2 separate regions of the Rattus norvegicus genome follow, and region 2 is linked to region 1. A link is a contact called in public Hi-C data. All regions are on one chromosome and are shown on one strand. Each heading gives the region's core, a stretch centred on a gene start, on an enhancer-like site or on the middle of the called end of the contact. The rest is flanking DNA. Distances are from core to core; before and after follow the strand shown.

Region 1 (3,675 bases), core at 847-3,346:
TGTCTATGTGTGAGAGAGAGAGACTTGTGTGTGTTGAGAGATACTTGTGTGTGTGTGCGCGTCTGTGTGTGAGAGAGAAAGGCTTGTGTGTGTGTGTGTGTGTGTGTGTGTGTGTGTGTAAGTGTAAGTGTGTGTAAGTAATGCTGAGTGTGTGCAGGGGCACAGTCACATGGATGCCTAAGGTGTCAACCTTCAGTGTGGTTTCTCAGGAGCCATCAACCTAGCTTTTTTAAAAGAAATCTTTTTTTAAGCATGCACTTGTATGTGTGTACTGTGTAAGTGCATATGTGTTCAAGCATGTGAGTACAGGTACCCTGGCGTGTACTCTGTAACCGGTCTGAGATCAGAGATAACCTGGGAAGTGGGTCCTTACCTTGTTTGAGGCAGGGTCTATTAGTTACTTGCAGCTGCATATGCCAGGCCAGCTAGCCCACTGAGCCACCTTCCCAGCTCCTTTGGTTTTGTTTGCCTGTTTGTTTTTGAGCCCCCCCCCTCCTGGGGCTAGTCTGTCTGGCCATCAACCTGTTGCTTCCTCCCTAGAGTTGGGGCTCCAGGTGCTTACCTCCATGGCAGCATTGTGCGTCAGAGCTGGGGATGTAATTCCTTGTGCTTTACCCACTGAGCAGGCTCTCCCAGTCCTCTGTGTAGCTTTGATTTGCTTTTTCTTATAAATGGAATGTGCATCTCCCCTGTGGCTTTATGTTATCCTTATCCTCATGACATTGTCTTCTACCCTTAATTTTGGTGGTTGGGTGTTATATTTTTAAAAGATGTGGCCATTTTTCTGTGATTTGAGTTGCAAGTATTTTCACAGTTTGCTATTTATTAGATTATATGATAGGATTTTTTTCATGCAAATTTAAAAAAAGTTGTGGGGCTGGGGATGTAGCACAGTTGGTCCAGTGCTTGAGTTGCAGGCATTGCCACCTGCTGGCTTCCTCTTTACTGATGTGTCTACCCCTGTCCCCTGCCACACTGTTTTGACTAATTACTGTAGGTTTATATTACATTTGTAAATATTGGTTTACTTTCATGTGGCTTTTCAATTCCCTCCTCCCACCCCCCAGCTATTGAACATTTATTTCCACGGTGGTTTTCAAGTTTATCTTATTTTCGCTTTAGGCTTATTTGGAGTGTCAGAGGTTTGGATGAGAATGGCCCCCATGGGCTGACATATTTGAATCCTTGGTCCCAGTTAGTGGAACTGTTAGAGAGTAGGATTAGATGCTATGGTTTTGTTTAAGGAGGTTTGCCAAAAGGGGCAGACTTGGAAGTTTCAAGAGCCCATACAGTTTACACTTAACTCTCTGCCTCCTGCTTGTGGATCTAAATATACTCTTAGTTCCTGCTCCAGTGCCATGCCTGTCTGCCTGCTGCCATGCTCCTTGCCAAGATGGGCAGGGAACCTGGCCCTCTGAAACAGAGCCTCCAGTCAACTCTGCCTGCTTAAGTTGCCTTGGTCTTGGTGTCTTATCGCAGCAAGAGAGAAGTCACCCAGACAGTATTTTTTTTTTTTTTTTTTTTTTGGTTCTTTTTTTCGGAGCTGGGGACCGAACCCAGGGCCTTGCGCTTCCTAGGTAAGCGCTCTACCACTGAGCTAAATCCCCAGTCCCCAGACAGTATTTTTAAAGATTATGTTGTTAATAACTTTTACACTGCTAAGTAGTGTCATTAGACTCATGTTTTAGGGGCTTATTCTGACTGCACTGTGGAAGTAAGGTAGGAGGTGACAAGAATAGAGACCAAAAGTCAGTTATAGCTCAGCATGGAGTCATACCATGTGGATCTGGTAAGTTTCAGGCCAGTCTGGGCTACACATGTGGGACTTTGTCTCAAAACAATCAAAAATAATTTTTTTTATTTATTAAAACAAATCTCAAGGCGGTTTCAGATACGATGGGGATGGTAAACGTTGTTAAAGATCAGGGAGGTGTGGAAGACACAGGGTCGTGTAAGCAGCATTGCTCGTGATCCAAATGGAGAGGGACCCCAAACACTGGGGGTTAGGCAGCCCCATGGGGCCATTGCCTAAGGGGGTGCAAAGTGACAAGTCAGTGCTGGGCAAGAGGGTAGCCGCACAGTGACATTTAAAGGACAGAAACCTCCAGGGAAGTGCCAGGCACCCAGCCCTCAGGCTGTTGATAGCAGTCTGCAGCTCTGGAGAGATCTGAGCTGTTGATAGAATTGTGTGACTTCCTGGGGAATTTAGCATTTGAAGGATGGCTTCTGTATTCAGAAGTCTGCAGAGACAGGGAAGTAGGAGTCATAGAATCATGGAACAGGTTTCAAAGCACAACATCCCAATGTCAGATACTTTAGAGATGTCAGTGATATAGGCACTGAAAAGCCCATTAGTATTTAGCATCAGGAAAGGCTGTGGTGCCCTGGGAATTTCAGTGGGGTAAAAAAGGGAGGCTGGGAGTTGAGAGCTGAGCAGGGAGCTGAAGCACCTCCATACCAGGAATCTTAGTTGCTTGGAAGAATGCTTAGCAGGGAGAATGGTGAATCCTTCTGCCCTGCCCCTCCCCCAGCTTCACGTGTGAGCGCCTTCGTGGCTGCGCTCATGGGAAGAGCCAATAGAGGAGGAAGAGGAAGGGGCTGAGATCCTGGCGCTGTCAGGAGTCATTGTTGCAGGACCTGGAGCAATCAGCCAACATGGTCAGTGAGGAGGAGAGCACCCCACTGAGGGTGTGGACATGTGTAAAGACAGCAAAGGGCTGGTGTTACCACCCCAGCTCTCTGGAGGTTGGAGCAGAAGGAATGCTGAAGAGAAAAGAAGACAGAAGGAGGAGCGCAGAAGCTAAGAGCCGGAATGAACCCAGGAATTTAGTGGAAGAGCAAGAATGGCTAAGGCAAGGTAGCTTGGTTGTTAAAGGCAATTGCTGCCAGACCTGACGATTGAACTCAGTCACCAGAACACTCGTGGAGTGCTCTGACCTCTGCACGGGGGCTGCCGTGTGTGTGCCCGCCCTCCACACTGCCCCGTCCAACCTTCTCATAAAAGTAGTACATGTCAAAAAATAAAAATAAAATTAAAAAGCAAGTGGTAAGGACAAGGAGTTAGCTCAGTAGTAGGCTACTGGCCCAGCATGAACAGAACCCTGAATTTAATCCATATTATTGAAAAAAAAATTAAAAAAATAAAAAGGAGGTTGGAGTAATTCAGTAAACCCAGCAGAACCGGGTTCAATCCCCAGAACAGTCACAAAAGCCAGGTATGCTGGTGCGTGCTGGAGTCACTGGCCGGTCTGCTTAGCAAGTTCCAGAGCAGTGAGAGTCTTTCAGAAGAGCAGCAGTGGACCAGAGATGCCAGTGTGGACCTCTGTCTGGCCTCCTCACACATTCACACACAGCTGAGGAGGTACATAAAAGGCAAGCTATAATGTGTAATATGTTACTATCCATGCTAGAAGAGAGGGGTAGAAGTGCCATCTGCTCCTACTTGCTGTGCATACATAGGCCTTAGGTAAGGACTCTTTCGGCTGTTACCCTGGCTGTCTGTCAGGAAGCAAGAAGGGGAAGGGAGTAAAGGGTGCTCACACTCTCAATCTTACAGTTTTTATTTGTTGAGCGTGTGAATAAATTCTTATTAAATTAACTTGATTAAAAATACTTGACTGCCTTTAAAAATAATAATCCAACAAGGCTCGAACTTCCTTTGTGAAGCAGGGTCTC
Region 2 (3,675 bases), core at 426-2,925, 45 kb before region 1:
AACTCAGAATGGCATAAAAGCAGAAAGCAACATGTAAAGAAAAATTATGGATGGGCTGGAGGGATGGCTCAGTGGTTAGGAGCACTTGCAAAGGGCCAGGCTTCAGTTCCCAGCACCCACATGGCAGCTCACAACCATCTGTAACTTCAGCTCCAGGGGATCTAAGGTCACCCTCTGGCTACCTAGGATTCCTATGCACAGATCCTGCACATAACCTCAGGTAAACTAAATATTTAAATAATAACATATAGACACACACACACACACACACACACACACAAATTAAGAAATACAGAGCAAGAAAAGAAGCATGGTGAGTAGACTAAACACATACAGCAGACACATAAGCCTAATTATAACCAAACAATCTAGAGACTGGTGAGTTCCCTCGGTCGGTAAAGGTGCCTGCCACCAACCTGAGTAAGATGCAGGGAACCTGAATAGTAGAAGCAGAGAACCCACTTCTGCCAGCTGTTCTCTGGCTGCCACCAGTCAGCTTGGCGGATGTCAGCACACATGCATGCCTGTGCGTTTGTATAGCTCAGGGTGGCTTTCTTCTCATTATGTAGTCAAGAAGGACCTTGAACTACTGATCCTCCTGCCTCCAACTCCCAACTGCTGGGATTACAGGCATTTGCCATAATAGCCTCATTTCTATATAAATTTTAAACATAAAACTTCCTATTTCACACAGAGTAACTGGATTAATAAATCATTCACAATCAAAGAGAGAACAGCACAATCAGTATGTGTTAATTTTGAAAAATAAGAACAGTAATGATTGACATCACCATAAACATAGTTACTTTTTATGGAGACAAAGAAGAATGAGGTGGGGCTTTTTAAAAAGATAAACTCCAAGCATATGAAGCAAAATGACTTTTAAAAAGTTTTGTATGTGTATGTGTGCATTTAGGTATGTGCTCGCCACGGCCCGAGTGTGGAGGTCAAAGGACAATTTTCAGGAGTCAGTTATCTGCTTCTACATGAGTCATTTAGCTGGCCCCAAAATGCCTTTTAAATTTTATTTGCAGTGCTGGAATCAAACCCAAGGGCCTAAGGCTTGACATACAAGCGCTCTACAGCTGAACACCATCTCCAGGCCCTGCAAAAATGTTTTGATGGTTTAATCATGAGGTGTGTGGGCGTTATTAATGTTATTTTCTGTACTTCTCCGCATGTCTCTAATGCGTCCTAATTTACAAAACACAGTCCTCTGCTCAACACTCTCCAGGACATGTTGGTGTACAATTATGTTGGAAGCGCTTCTGGGCTGAAAAGGGGAAACCTGATGAGGCTGTTTTAAAACACATAAAACACAGTTGAAGGGACTGGAGAGATGGCTCAGTTAAGAGTACATACCGCTCTCGCAGAGGACTGGTGTTTAGTTCCTAGACCAGTGGGATCTCCGTGGGTGTCTGCACGCACATGTACATACGTACATATCCACACTGAGGGATGTGGGGAGTGGTACTCAGCGGCTTTCACACATAGGCGCGGCTTAGCTTTGCTGATGGGATGTAGGTGTGAGAAGTCCCGAAGCAGGCTGGGGACAGCGGGCTCAGCCCTTGGTCCGCTCGCCCGAGGCCCGGCTCCGCGGCGGGGAGGCCGGGCTTCGGGGCCCGGAGGCCGGGCGGGCCGCGCCGAGGGCGGGGCCGGCGCGCGGGGGCGGACCTCGGCGCGCTCCCGGCCGCTTGCTGGCTCTGGGGCCGCGGCGGCTCCTCTGCCGGGTCGCGCCGGAGGACAGGCTTCGGGCGGCGGCTTGGACGGCCTGCGGACCGAGCGGGTGGGCCGAGCCTTGGAACCCCACGCTTGCCGTCTGCCTTGCCCGCTAGCGCGGGGCGCGCGCCATGGCCGCCTCGCCCGGCTCGGGCAGCGCCAACCCGCGGAAGTTCAGTGAGAAGATCGCGCTGCACACGCAGCGGCAGGCCGAGGAGACGCGGGCCTTCGAGCAGCTCATGACCGACCTCACCCTGTCCCGGGTGAGCTTCGGGGTTGGCGCGGGCGGTGCGGGTGGGTCCGCGCGGCAGGAGAGAGGTCGCCCGGCCGAGGAGGCGTCGGCAGCGGGGACGGGCGGGGGCCGCGGCCTCAGTTCTTGCCGGCCTGGCGACACCAAATGCGGCTTGCGATCTCGGTGGACGGGCCTTCGGTGCGGTGAGCTGGAAACGGCCGAGTCCGGGGAGGCGGGCAGCGGGGCCGGGCGGCCTAAGCGGGAGGATGACCCCGAGAGGAAATCGCACGCAGCTGCAGCTCGGAGGCCGGACCGAGGCGCGCCTGGTTCGGGCGGTGCGGCTTCTCAGTGGACACCCACCGCTAGCGAGCCCTTGGCTCTCTGCGTGGAAGGCCTCGGGGGCTTGAGGGTCGCACATCGTCCCCGAGGGGAAGGCTCGGTGCACTCACAAGTGAATCGACGGCTGGCCCCTGAGTGGCAGCGGGCCTTGGTACCACGATGTAATTCGGTGGCTTTCCCACTTTCGCCTCTTGGAGGTGCTTTACGTGGTCCGGTGCATTTGTTCAGCATCAGATATTTAGTGAGAACTGACAGGGTGTCTAGCGCAGATGGTGACCACGGAGGGACTCAGAAGAATGAGTAAGAGAGAGTCGGGGCAAACACCTGGGAGGCTAGACAACTGGAGCGGACCGCAGAGGATGGAGAGCGCAGGAGTGTCTGGTGCAGACCGCAGAGGGTCAACGTGTGTGGGCAGCCTTGAGGATTCTGAGTGCTGGCCTTGAAGGCACATTGTCAGATGGGGGAGGCTGTGAAGATTCTGGGGGTGAGAGCAGATTGCAAGCTGGTTGTTTCCCTGCTTCCTGAGGTGCAGACGTACTATATTTTGGCCACCAAACACTGTGTTGTTTTGGGACTTAAAAAAACAAAAACAAAAAAAAACCCAAAATCTGTTGCCAGGGTTTAAATCAGGAGTTTTTTCTTTGAGCATAAACTTAATATAAACTAAACTAACATAAATCTATAGCATAAACCAAATTGACTTACTTTAAAAATTAAGAGAGCTGGAAACGATCTCGAATGTCAGTCACCACCCGCAAGTGGAGTATGAACTCTGTTTTGCCATAAATACAGTTCACACCATTCACTGTTACAGTCCCCTGCACCGAGGCCATTCATCGTATTTATATAATGTTATCTTTCGGTGTAGTAAGGACAGAGTGAACTGCTTTCATTCTCGATGCACTGAAGCATATATATGGGGGGATAAGTGGTAGGTACAGAATGCAGATATCTGCAGATACAGAAGCCTGAAGATTTCAAGGGGAAAAAAAATGTCCATATGCCCTGACCAGCTTCCTGCTTACCAGTTGGCATATACAGGCTTTTATATTTTGCGACCTTGATTAGACTGAGCTTGACAAGCTCACAACACACGGAAGAGGTGTATGAGGCCTGTGCTGTGATGTTAGGAGGTATACATGATGCACGCACACATGGGCACTCTTGTCTGTATAGCTGGAGTTGTTGATCCAGTCACTGAGGCCCCCTCTAAATCATCCCCTGTGGCGAGGCCATGAGTAATGTTCAGATTATTTTTATTCTTAGGGGACAAGGTTGTGCTCTGTAGCCCAGCTGGCTTCTAGCCTGATATCCCTTTTCCTCAGTGTGTAAATGCTGGGATTACAGGCAGGTACCATCATACCTGGTTCAGGTTTTTAAAAACA

Evidence for each region. A called contact is a pair of places that touch in the nucleus more often than the background predicts.
Region 2: a contact with region 1 is called in a Hi-C map of psoas muscle, with 1.9 times the contacts expected there. The contact joins the promoter of Crtc3 here to the enhancer-like site in region 1. A contact is called at or near these places in 6 of 12 Hi-C or Micro-C datasets (hepatocytes, kidney, liver and 2 more).

Annotation. Positions count from the first base shown.
Region 1 is chr1:144,017,957-144,021,631 of GRCr8, reverse strand. All of the region lies in intron 2 of Crtc3 (CREB regulated transcription coactivator 3), which reads left to right. It overlaps LOC134483746 (a long non-coding RNA gene), which reads right to left. Exons shown (of 2, transcript XR_010060631.1): 2 at 1-3,675. Among named protein-coding and RNA genes, the nearest start is that of Crtc3, 44 kb to the left of the region's middle. Within about 2 kb of position 2,096, at least 2 of the 93 cell types and tissues checked have an H3K27ac peak or open chromatin away from gene starts, as enhancers often do.
Region 2 is chr1:144,062,288-144,065,962 of GRCr8, reverse strand. Crtc3 (CREB regulated transcription coactivator 3) reads left to right here and starts at 1,675. Exons shown (of 15, transcript NM_001427241.1): 1 at 1,675-1,982. The coding sequence starts at 1,851. It also overlaps the pseudogene LOC103691178.